2 separate regions of the Sus scrofa genome follow, and region 1 is linked to region 2. A link is a contact called in public Hi-C data. All regions are on one chromosome and are shown on one strand. The core of a region is the stretch at or near the end of the contact, and the rest is flanking DNA. Distances in the headings are between cores, read along the strand shown. Region 1 holds the start of C3H2orf73. Region 2 holds the start of LOC106508926 (protein transport protein sec31-like).

Region 1 (6,253 bases), core at 158-2,657, 140 kb after region 2:
AGAGACAGCAGTCTCTGCGCTCAAGGCCTCAGAAAAAGGCTTGAGGGGGGAGGGGGACGCGGAGTGCGCAGGCGCAGTAAGTAACAGAGGCGGCTAGGTGGCTTGCTGTGCTGCTCCTCCGCGGGGAGCGGGCGGCTGCCCGGGTCTCTCCTAGTCCTTCCCGGGTCTACCTAGGCTGCACATCCTGCGTTTGAACTTGCCTTTCCTGTGTCGGGCGGGCAGGGTATTTATCAGTGCCCATTCGGTCCTTGAGGATCAGCAAGGGGCTGTTTCGAAGCCTCCCCCCCCGCCCCCCTGCAGCCCTTGGCTTTGGGGCCAGGAGCTGCGCTGCTCGAATCCCTGCATCCCGCATCCCGCTCGCCCTTCGAACCGGCAGGACGCTGCTGCCCAGGCTTTGCTCACGTCTGCTGGAGCTGGCTCCAAAACTGCGAGCAGGCAGGAGAGAAACTTGTTTTCCCGTGAACCATTAAATACTGTGCAAGTCATGATTTGCTGCGCCTGGGCTGCCTAGTCTTTGCATGAGAAAGCTTGGCTGTCGCTGTTCACGATTTCTGACACATCCTGGCGGCAAGCATTAAAAAAAAAAGCAAGGGAACACTCATTTCAAATGAGGCTCCCCGCGGTGTATGCATCTGCTCCAGCCACAGCGGGGTTCAGAATCAGGTGGAAGGGACTGGAGGCTATGGCGGCAGGTTGAGGCTTGTCCATGTAGCACTTACCCCAAAATAGCAAGGTCCTGGGAAAAACAGTTGATGACTTGTGTCCACCTTCTGGCCTTGGAATTTCTTACCTCATTTCACCATTGCTTCCCAATTTCCACTACCAGAGCCAAAAGTCTTTGGCATCTGTTATGGTAACTCATGCATTTCCCTGGATAATAGGAAAAGGAAATACCTTATTGAGTCAAATTCTCCTATATATCAGGCTATGCATGTGTATGTGTTTTGTAACCCGGAGTCAGTTGTAGTGTATGTTTCCATTTAACTGGGGAAATGTTGGTCCTAGGACTCATTGTACGTACTGTGAGCCTAATTCCTTTGAGGAAGAAGAGTGTATGAATAGAAGTTACCTAGATACCTGAGTGTGGACCTGATTGGAGTGTGTGGGATGTATAAATAAATATGGGGAGAGTGGATTGAAACCAAAAGCCAGGGAATTAACATTAATGAGCTCCTGCTTGGGAGCCTAGCATTTGCTCTGCAATGTTTTAAATGCCACATACTTAGCTGGTTTTATTCTAACCATCAAACCGTGATTATGTATAGACCTTGCGGGCGGTCAGCATTTGAATCTGGTTTTGTTTTTGTTTTTGTTTTTTTTTCTTCATTTTTTTAAAGTTTTATTGAAGTATAGTTGATTTGCAATGTTGTGATCATCCCTGCTGTACAACAAAATGGTTCACTTATACATGTACACACATCCTTTCTCTTTCAGATTTTGGGGGGTTTGGGAATGGCATATGCACACTGATGTATATGGAATGATTGGCTAACAGGGACCTGCTGTATAGCACAGAGAACTCTACCCGATATTCTGTGATAATCTATGTGGGAGAAGAATCTGAAAGTGTTTGACTCTTGATTCCACCACTGAGTAGCTGGTTCAGTTGGGCAAATTTTCTAATCTCTCTGAGCCTCAATTTCTTGGTCCACTAAATGGGAAAAAATGGCTAGGGTTGCTGCAAAGTGGAGATGGCTAACACAGGCAGAGTAGGGAGAGGAGAGCCAAACACATGTTAAGTTCTTGGATATCATTAATTATTATTTTTATTGAGCAGTTTGGTCTGCATATGCTACTAGATGTCTTAAGGCTTACAGAACCCTCTCATCACTCTTGCTAATTCCTATTCCAATCTTCACCAATCTCTTCAAGTTCCTGGAACTCCTCACCCTCAGGGACAATCCCAACAGCTTGACAGGAAAAAATGAGAAGTTTTCTCAACTTTATCACTCTGAAAACAACGTAATCACCTGAATTTGGAGTTGCCATCGTGGCCACAGCAGAAATGAATCTGACTAGGAACCATGAGGTTGCGGGTTTGATCCCTGGCCTTACTCAGTGGGTTAAGGATCTCACATTGCCGAGAGCTATGGTATAGGTTGCAGATGTGGCTCGGATCTTGCGTTGCTGTGGCTGAGGTGCAGGCCAGAAGCTGTAGCTCAAATTCGGCCCCTAGCCTGGAAATCTCCATATGCTGCAAGTGTGGCCCTAAAAAGCAAAACAATTTTTAAAAATCTAATTGTGCCTACCCCAAGGAAGTCACAATCCAGTTATGGATGCGGGGAAAAAACTGTAAACAGCATTGATATGTAACAGCATTATATAACTGGTAGTCACAAGTGTTCAGTTTTGGTACAGATATACCGTATTATTACAAATTATAATAATACAGTGTTATAAAAATGTGCCAATGATTTATTATTGGAACATCCTCTGCAGGGCACTGCAAAATAATATGGATTTTTATAATAACTATTGACTTCTTTATGTAAAAAAAGCACTGGACTGCTATTATTTTTTTCTGCTACTAACTAGCTAATCTGACCTAGCAGAGACGCCTAAACCTCTCTGCTGCAGATTCTCACTTGTAAAGAAAGGTAGTCAGATTAGATTATTTTTATGATCCCTTTTAGCTGTAAAATAGAGGTGATTCTATTGGAAAATTCATGTCTGAAAAAAAAAGATCAATGAACATACAGGCCTGAATGATACATGTCATTTTCTCATTTGTGCTAGGTAATTTGAATACTTGTCAGCAAAAAAGAATTCAAAGTAGTGTACTAACATTGCGCAAGTTAAAAATACCAGTGCTATTTGAGCTAGAACACCATATGTGAGGAAACACAATAGGATGGAAATTGCTCATCCAAAATGTTATAGATGCAGAAAATTGTCAACATTTTTTTTTTCAAACCATAGGAAAATGCCAAAAATAATGACAGTTCAGTTGTATAACCTCATAGGAAAGCTGAGGCTCAGGAAGATCCAACTTTTTCTCATTTCTTTCTTTAGTGATGTGATAAAGGAGAGGACTTTAAGAATATGGCAGAAAGCCAAAGCTATTTTTAATTTTATTTATTGTTTTAAAGATAGGTTGTTTTTTGCCTCATATGCATGTATGGTAAGGATTAAATGGCAAAATGCTTGCAGAGAACTTAACACATAGTAAACACTTGTTAAAAGTTGGCTCTTAGTATTCTTCCTATTTGTATAATTAGTAGGATAGAAAGTTCATCAGGTATATACATTGCATTGTCTTTTTTTTTTTTTTTTTACACTGCCTTCTTTTAACATCCTTTCAAAGTACATTTTGTTCTTTTTTAAAAAATTTTTATTGGAGTAGACTTACAATGTTGTTAGTTTCAAGTGTACAGCAAAGTGAATGAGTTATACAAATACATATATCTTTTCTTTTTCATGTTCTTTTCCCATATAGGTTATTACAGAATATTTAGTAGAGAACCCTGTGCTATGTACTTGGTCCTTGTTGATTATCTGTTTTATGTATAGTAGTGTGTATGTGTTAATCCCAGCCTCCTAATTTATTCCCCCCTACCATGTTTCCCCTTTGGTAGCTATTAGTTTGGTTTCTGAATCTTTAGGTCTTTTTCTGTTTTCTAAGTGCTTTGTCTTTTTTTTTTTTTTTTTTTAAGGTCTTTTAAGTGCCCTGTGATGCCCCCAGGCAACCATTTCCCACTCATACTGGAGCAGAAACATTAATTATAGATAGCTCACATCCTGTCTGCTGCTATTCAAAAACCAGTCTTTATTTTACGTTTTGTCTTTTTAGGATTGCACCTGAAGCATATGGAAGTTCCCAGGCTAGGGGTCATATTGGAGCTGTAGCCACTGGCCTATACCACAGCTACAGCAACACAGGATCCAAGCCTCATTTGAGACCTACACCACAGCTCACGGCAATGTGAGATCCTTAACCCACTGAGCAAGGTCAGGGATCAAACCCATAACCTCATGGTTCCTAGTCGGATTCATTTCCGCTGTGGAAATGTAACTCCTTATTGTAGTTTTGATTTGCACATTCTCTGCAATTGGTGGTGCTGGGCATCTTTTCATGGTTTTTTGTTTTGTTTTGTTTTGTTTTTTGCCATCTTTGGAGAAATATCTGTTCAGATCTGACCATTTTTTAATTGGGTCATTACATTGTCTTTATTTCATTACCTTAGCCTATATGAATTTTATCAAGCCAAATATACATTAATTTGAGAGCAATAAGAATGAGAGATGTTGAAAATTCCCATCGTGGCTCAGTGGTAACAAACCTGACTAGTATCCATGAGGACACAGGTTTGATCTCTGGCCTTGCTCAGTGGGTTAATGGATCCAGTGTTTCCATGAGCTGTGGTATAAGTCGCAGATGCAGCTCGGATCTAGCATTGCTGTGGCCGTGGTGTAGGCAAGGTACAGCTCCAATTTGATCCCCAGGCTGGGAACTTCCATATGCTATAGGTATGGCCCTAAAAAGACAAAAAAAAAAAAAAAAAAAAAAAAAAGAACCAACAATGTTAGTGTTAGGTTTACTCATCTTTGAGGATGGACAAGTTCAAACAAATTACAGATACGAAAGAGTTCTGAGTTTTCCTCGGGTCTAAATTCAAAGCAATTAACTTATATCTCACCTTTAAGAGGAAGGGATTACAAAACAATATGAAGTGTTCATCTCTTAAAAAGTAAAAATCTCTAGTGTAAATCATATAGATTACTCTGATATAAGTGATGTGGATGTATACATGGATATGTTTATATTTATTCCCTATGGATGTATGAATTAAAATCTTAAAAATTTTTTGAAATCTCTGGAGATAACTAAAACAATGACAGCCTGAATTACTCAAAAATCATTACTAGAGATCAATAGTTTGGAAATTCACTGGATTGAAGGAAGAATTCTGTATTTTATGAATTTGGAGTGTTCTAACCACTTCTGTAATTTTATGATTCGAGGTTCATTTTGAGATACTCCAACTATGGTCGCTTATATAGAAGGTGTATAACCAAATAGCGAATGAAAAGCTGGTCTTGGGTGACTAAAACACTAGAGGGTCATTTTGGTACGATAGCAGTATTTTAAACTGAGCGATTGTGTCATAAAGATTCGTGACTAGCTATGAACATATAAATTCTTAAGGAAGGAACAATGCAAAATGAAATATGGTTGGGGTGTTAGCATTATCAAAAAGTTAGGAGTCACTGTCTAAACTGTCTAGTTTTGATGGTTTTCTGTGTCTTCTAGCTTCTTTTTTTAGGCTGATTTCCCTTGTTCTATCTGAAGACTTCCAGAAATATAAACCTCTTCCTTGTAGGTTGTGACCATATCTTATCTAATTATTGAGGAATCCAATATGTACTGAGTGCCTTGCATGCTCTGGCCTAGTCTCACTGGACCATGAGATTTTAATTTATTCTTTTGAGATTCTCAGCCCCTAGAAAAGTACCTTGCAAAAAACAGGCCCTTTAAACAAGATTGTCCCAGGAAAATTCTTCTTTATATCCTACCAAATATAAACTACTTTTCCTTTTTAAGTGTTTTTTTTTTTATGGATACAGGCAATAATTGTTCAATAAATGTTTTAGATAATTTTTATTTATTTTATTTTATTTTAGGGGCACACCTGCAGCATATGGAGGTTCCCAGCCTAGGGGTCCAATCAGACTGTAGCTACTAGCCTATGCCACAGCCACAACAACGTGGGATTGGAGCTGAGTCTGTGACCTACACCACAGCTCACAGCAATGCCAGATCCTAACCCACTGAGCAAGGCCAGGGATCAAACCCACATCCTCATGGATGCTAGTTGGGTTCATTAACCGCTGAGCCATGACAGGAACTCCTATTTTAGAGAATTTTTAAAAAGGTAACTAAAACTACCTTCAAAATTTTTTATTTAGCTATTAAGCTAAGCAATTTACATTCTTCGAGTTCTGCCCATAAAATCTACCTTTGTTTCTTTTGATGATACAAATTGCTATTCTCTGTGTTTTCCCTTGGGGAAAAGAACAACTATTTATTGAACTTGAGAATTAGTAGACCTGAGTTTAAGTCCCAGCTCTGTGATGAAAGCTCTGTGACTCTGGGCAAGTTATTTAAATTCTTTGAACTTTAGATTTTGAATATGTTTTTTGTTAGTGTTTAAAAAATAAATGAACAAGAAAAGACCCCAAAGGAGTAGGGATTACATAATTTATCTGCTATGGCTTTTATGTTAAATGAGACATGCATAAAGCCCCTGGCACA
Region 2 (5,715 bases), core at 1,747-4,246:
ATAAGCTCCCAAGTAAATGATCCTATCCTGACAGGCCTCACCTCACTGCAATAGCAAAAGATGTGAAAATACATTCTCTGGTCATGTTCAAAAATATAAGGAGAGTGTCTAATTGTGATAGTTTCATTTTCTCACCAAAGTAGAGACTGAGGATGTTATTCCTACATTACAAAAACTTGTATGCAGGACAACTGTTATCAGAAAAATCAAGAGTACCAAACGAGGTCTTCTGCAAGGAAAATGTGCTTAGAGAAACAACAAAGACTGAAAACTTGTAAGAAAACTCTATGAGGGCTTTTACTCACCTCCACAGACCTACACACGCAGCTTTTCCAGCAAGGGTATTAATTAGCCCTATCCTTATAGAATGGTTTACATTCCCAATAGTCTCAAATGAAGAAACCAAGACCACCTTAAGGATATCCACAGAACATTAATTAAGGTGCAGTTATAATACAGACATTGGTTGGTGCCCAACATAATGAAAGGAGCATCACATCACTGCATGTAAAAAAAATATACGTTGGTTTTTAAAATTCTCCCTAAGAATACGCTCTTAAAACAAAAAGTTATTATCTCGACAAAAACCACATTGAATAATTTCCACTCATCATGTCTGTTTGTAGTAAAATCCTGCCATCTCAAAATAGTACATCTACAAGTAAAGTTATACTTTCATACCGCAAGACAAAATAACCACTCAAATGCTCTTCCAGGCAAACTCTGCCAATGCCAAGTCTCAGCGATGGATGTGTCACAAGTAGAGTGAGGTCGTCTCACTTGTTCCTACAACATCACAGACAGTTGTTACTACTCTCATCCAAGAGATGCTCTTTACAGAAAGCCTGAACAGCAGGAGACAACCAAGTGTCAAGGGTTTCTTCCCTGACCCAATACCTCTCATTTTCTCAGATGAAGGTTTTGGTCTGTCCAGAGCCAATAAACAGAGTTACAAAGAGCTTAAGCTAACAGAACTCTGCACCTAGTAAGTCAGAACAGCTAAACCTTCTGTGACATCAACACAGGATATTTCCTAACAACATAATAAATCCAAAATGTCTGGATAATCCATGGAAACAATACTCCCAAACATCTTAATGCAACACGATTTTATATAACCAGCACAATGATGAAGCCCAAATCCAAAAAATTCTACATTTTAATGGCCCTCTATTACTGAAACTCAAAATAATGCACATAAACCAATCTGCAGTCAGTTCTATTCTGCAGAGCCACATAAAATCAAATGCCACTAACTTGGAATCATTAGAGATTTAAAAAATAAAAGCAGACACACCCTTGCTTTGAAACACTGATCATCCTTTCCAGTTAGCATACCGGAATTTCAATTTCCTCTTTCACCTATACATTCTGGAAGAGTCTGATTAGTGACATCTAATGTATCCCATCTGCCATCCCACACTGAATAAATGAATTGTAGAAGTGGCATTTAGAAAGGAAATTCCCTGTGCACTAGCCCAGTCTAAACAAATGAGGACGTTGGAACAATCTCCTTCTGACCAGATACCAGCTACATTGGCCTTGGTGGTCTGCCCTTCTCAATCCCCTCCCCAAACACATCTGCAAAAAATATGCATATGAAAAATACATATAAACAAACAAATGCAGTCAGTTACAACCACAATCCCATTATTCGTGGCTGAACACAGTAAGGTAGCTATAAAAATCAATCTGAAAACAACTTACCATCAATCATGACACATTTAGCAAATAATCCTTAATAAACAATCCAAATATATAATTGTATTTGATTTACAGAAAAGGCAAACGATGAAAACAAAGCAAATACGGATCAAAGAAATCATTTACCATCCATCAAATATATGTAAGTTCCTTTCAAAACAATCTATTGAATGTTAATAGTTTTTTAAATGCCTCAGGGACATATGAACTGAAAAATATCAATCTTTTCAATTCAAAAAATGGTTTCCTATAGGAAAAATTCACACTGTAGTATTCATCAAAGAGTATTGTAATGTCTGTAATGTCATAGCTGTGAAGCTCTAATCAATAAACATTAACTTTTCACATACGAATAAATTAATGGATTGTTGGGTTGTGGTTTACAGATTACCGGAGATCCACAGAAAGACACTGCGACTCCAGGCACAGACTGCACCATAGCCTCCGCAAACCACTGGGCCTGGTCCTCCCTGCAGCCCCTCCCTACGGCTCAGGTCCCTAGGTCCAAGATCAGATTCCGGTCTGCAATCGAAGGCTGACTCCCTCTGCCCGCATCAGCACTGCAGGGCACCCCTTCATCCCAGCACAGCCCAACAGGCGAGGCGGGAGGGGTCACTCAAAAAGAAGACTCCCCCCTCATAGCTAGGTGACCTGGTCCTCCTGACGCCACATCCAGCTGAAGCAGCATGACAAGGTAGAAAGAAGCAGCTCCGGGTCTCAGTCAAGGGCAGCCCAGGGCCTGGGTGGGGCCGGGCGGGGGATGCTGGCGCCGAGTGGCCGTGCCAAGCCCCGCCAGCGAGAACCCGGAGAGGCTGCGATACTGCTGCATTGTGCTGCATCACGGCGAGGGCACCGTGAGCCATCCATCTTGCCAAAAAAATCACATCCCCGTCCAGATAAACCTACCGAATCCATTTTGCTCCTCCGCCACAGTCGCCCTCTTCTCACTATCTGGTCTGGCTTTTGGAGAAATAACGGACACGGTCTGTATACTGATCCCCACAACACTCCCCCCGCCCCACCCCATCTGATAGCAGGCACTTGGCATCTTTCTTATCATAAAAACAAAGGGGATGCTCTCCCCCAAAAAACGAGGGCCGCGGGCGTGGTGTGAAGGCTGATAACAAGAGGGGCTTCCAGCACAACACCCCAAAGGCAGGCCCGGAGGGTCCCTGCGCTGGCACAAACCTGTTGAGGAGCGGGTGGCAGGATCTCAAGGGCGGGCGCGTAGGCGACTCAGCGCCCCAAGGCGGCTCCCGCCCAGCCCTCAGAGAGCAGGGACGGCAGGGAGGGTGAGGGGCGGGAGCAAGGATGGGCGGGGGTGGGGGGCGCTGGGCCGCCGCCTCCAGTTCAGCTGCAGCGCGGCGCAGCCCGAACCACGCCTGGTCGCATCCCCCGTACCGTTACGCGCAGAGCCGGGCCCTGTCAACACCGCCCCCGCTCTCCACCAGCCAGGGCTGGAGCAAGGGCACCCGAAAATATACGCTCCCTGCTGCCCACTCCGCAACCACCCCCGCGCCGGGGGCCGCTGCGCCCTGCTGGAGGGAGAAGGCGGCGGAGGCAGGGAAGAGGAATCCGCGCCGCTACGCCCGGGGATGGGGCTGGGCGGCCGAGGTGCGCACCGCGGCTCTGCGGCCACCTCATTGCGGAGCCCACCGCCCTTCACCCGCACCGCCCCGCACCGTCTGCGTACTAAAAAAGCACTGGAGACCTGGCTCCCCGCGCCGCCCCCAACCGGGCTCGGCAGCCTCCCCGCCCCCACGCCGCTCCCCCAGCGCAGGGCAGCCGCGGGGCAGCGGCGTCCTCCCGGCCTGGGCCCGCGCCCCTCCTCCCGCCGCTCCGGAGCCAGCCAGGGAGGCAGCCCCAGTGAGTTGGCATCTTCCTGTCTCAAGCCCCCTACCTACCTCCCGCGGATAGGGGGTTGGGGGCGCCGGGGTCCCGTCCTCCTCCCGCTCCTCGGCGGCCGGGCGGGTGGGCCGGGAGGCGACTCCGCGGGGCTGTCGCGGCTGGGGCCGGGGCTCACAGGACGGGACCGGTGGGCGCTGCTGCGCGGGGCTGCGCGCTTGCTCCGGGAGGAGAGGCGGCCGAGGGAGGGACTGGAGGAATCCGCAGCCTGCACGGCAACAGCTGCACTGATTCCGGGGGCTGGGCGGGAGCACGGGGCGGGGGGAGGAGGGGAGGGAGCTGCAGGGAGCGGGCGAGGGGCGGGGAGAGGGAGAGCGCGGCCGCGGGCTGGCGCCGAGTGCGCGCACACACACGCGCGCGCAAACGCTCTCTCCCGCACACCCCTCCTCCTTCCTCTCCTCTCCTGCGCTCCTCCCTTCTCGGTCCCTCCCTCTCGTTGGTCCTAAGCGCTGGCCCGAGCTCGGCAGCCGCCCACCCGCCGCCGCCTGCTCTGCGCGCAACCCGAACCTCAGGCGCGTCCACGCTCTCCCCGCTGAGGCGCTGCCCTGGCCCAGCGCCGACCTTGTCCCCTGCCGCGGGGACTGGATGGGCCTGGCCTGGGCAGGGTGGGCACCGCTGTCGCGATGTCCGAGCCAAGGGACAATGGGGGCTTTGTTTCCGCAGCCGGCGAGAGCCAATTTCACGTTTAATTTGAGGGTAATTCGATTATCGCCATGGAAAGGGGCAGCCTAATTTTCTACGTGACTTGTGCAGCCTCTTTTTGCCCGCGATATTTGCTTTTGGAAGGCGATGGAGAGAGCATGTTGAGGGAGGCTTCAGAGCGTCGTTTGGTTGGTTTAGTTTTAGATCTAGGTGGTGATGAGGCTTTATACCGCCCGGCCTAATGAGTTATGGTGACTTCTCCATGGGAAACCCTGGAATGAGGGCAGTTGTACCTTAGCGAAGTCAAAATCAACCCCCTTAATGACTGCTTTTTCACGCTTTCCCTCGGGGTAGCTGGAAACAGACCTACAAGTGGTTTGTCCAACTCCTGCATCTCTCGCCCTAATACCGCTTCACCCTTAACTAATTCAGGTGCCCTTCCCAAGCCACTCCTAGGAGTGGGGAGCTGCTGGCTGCAGTACAGGCCCTGCAGTGTTTGAAGGGCTTGAGTTCCCCTCCAACCCAGAGCGGCACCCTAGAGTTTTTGTCAAGTGCTGGTGAAGGTTCTCAACCAGCTTGCGCACCCCGTTAATCTCCCAGGTTATGTAGAAATTCTGGAACCGCCGATTTGAGGAGAAAAGATGGTGTCATGACTATGACCACGAATAGAAACGCTCTTTGGAAAACAGTCTGGATAAACTGACTTTGTGCCTACTCTGTAAGTGCCCAAGGCGGCAGTGTAAGTCTTCAGAGGGAAGAGGGCCTTTCTCCATTAAAAAAGCCCTATGTCTTTCCACCTGAAGATCTGACTCTCAATCCCTGAATAAAAAAAAGCAAAAATGAAAGACAGTCAAATAATTTGGATCATGTTTGCATCTCAAATCTGTAGACTTGGGGCCTCATAAGTTTATATTTTTGTATGTGTTTTTTTATTATGTATTTTTAAATGAATATTTTAATGAGATTGCCCCAGCAAAGTGAAGGTGATTTTTCCTTTTAGGCCTTCACCATCAGTTTGAATGTTTGTACCAGTGTTTATTATTGATATACATGAAAAAAAAATTGAGGAAGGCAAATAACTTAGCTTTTTTCTCAGAAGGTTGATCAATACATCCAGGAGAACTCTCAAAGGGCAGGGTTCTTTCTCTCTTCACTGTTTGTACACAGCAGGCACTTAAAAGGTACTCAAAAAATATTTGTTGAATAGAATCATGTGCATGGCTGCCCTTATTAGGTAATGCTGGAAATGAACTAGAAACAAAACTGTTGTTTCCCTTTCACTTATTTTGTGCCAGAGCCCCCAGCTTCTCCCGGCTCCCAAGGTTAATGAAATACCAAAGAAAACAATGGCCACGCTGGGAAATGCCTGTTTAAATTCTTCCAGTGTTACTGAAGTGGTGACTCTTCACTGCTTCCTTTATCAGTGCAGATATCAACAGTATTCAAATAAATCTTCATTTGATG

What was found. A called contact is a pair of places that touch in the nucleus more often than the background predicts.
Region 1: a Hi-C map of embryonic fibroblasts shows a contact between it and region 2, with 1.7 times the contacts expected there. The contact joins the promoter of C3H2orf73 here to the promoter of LOC106508926 in region 2. A contact is called at or near these places in 1 of 5 promoter capture datasets (liver) and 1 of 47 Hi-C or Micro-C datasets (embryonic fibroblasts).

Annotation. Positions count from the first base shown.
Region 1 is chr3:86,922,100-86,928,352 of Sscrofa11.1, forward strand. It overlaps C3H2orf73, which reads right to left and starts at 1,408. Exons shown (of 5, transcript XM_003125145.4): 1 at 1-1,408. The region is part of intron 2 of LOC106508926 (protein transport protein sec31-like); the gene reads left to right.
Region 2 is chr3:86,780,474-86,786,188 of Sscrofa11.1, forward strand. LOC106508926 (protein transport protein sec31-like) reads left to right here and starts at 2,997. Exons shown (of 3, transcript XM_013992762.2): 1 at 2,997-3,570. The coding sequence starts at 3,016. SPTBN1 (spectrin beta chain, non-erythrocytic 1) reads right to left here and starts at 3,843. Exons shown (of 36, transcript XM_021088218.1): 1 at 3,609-3,843.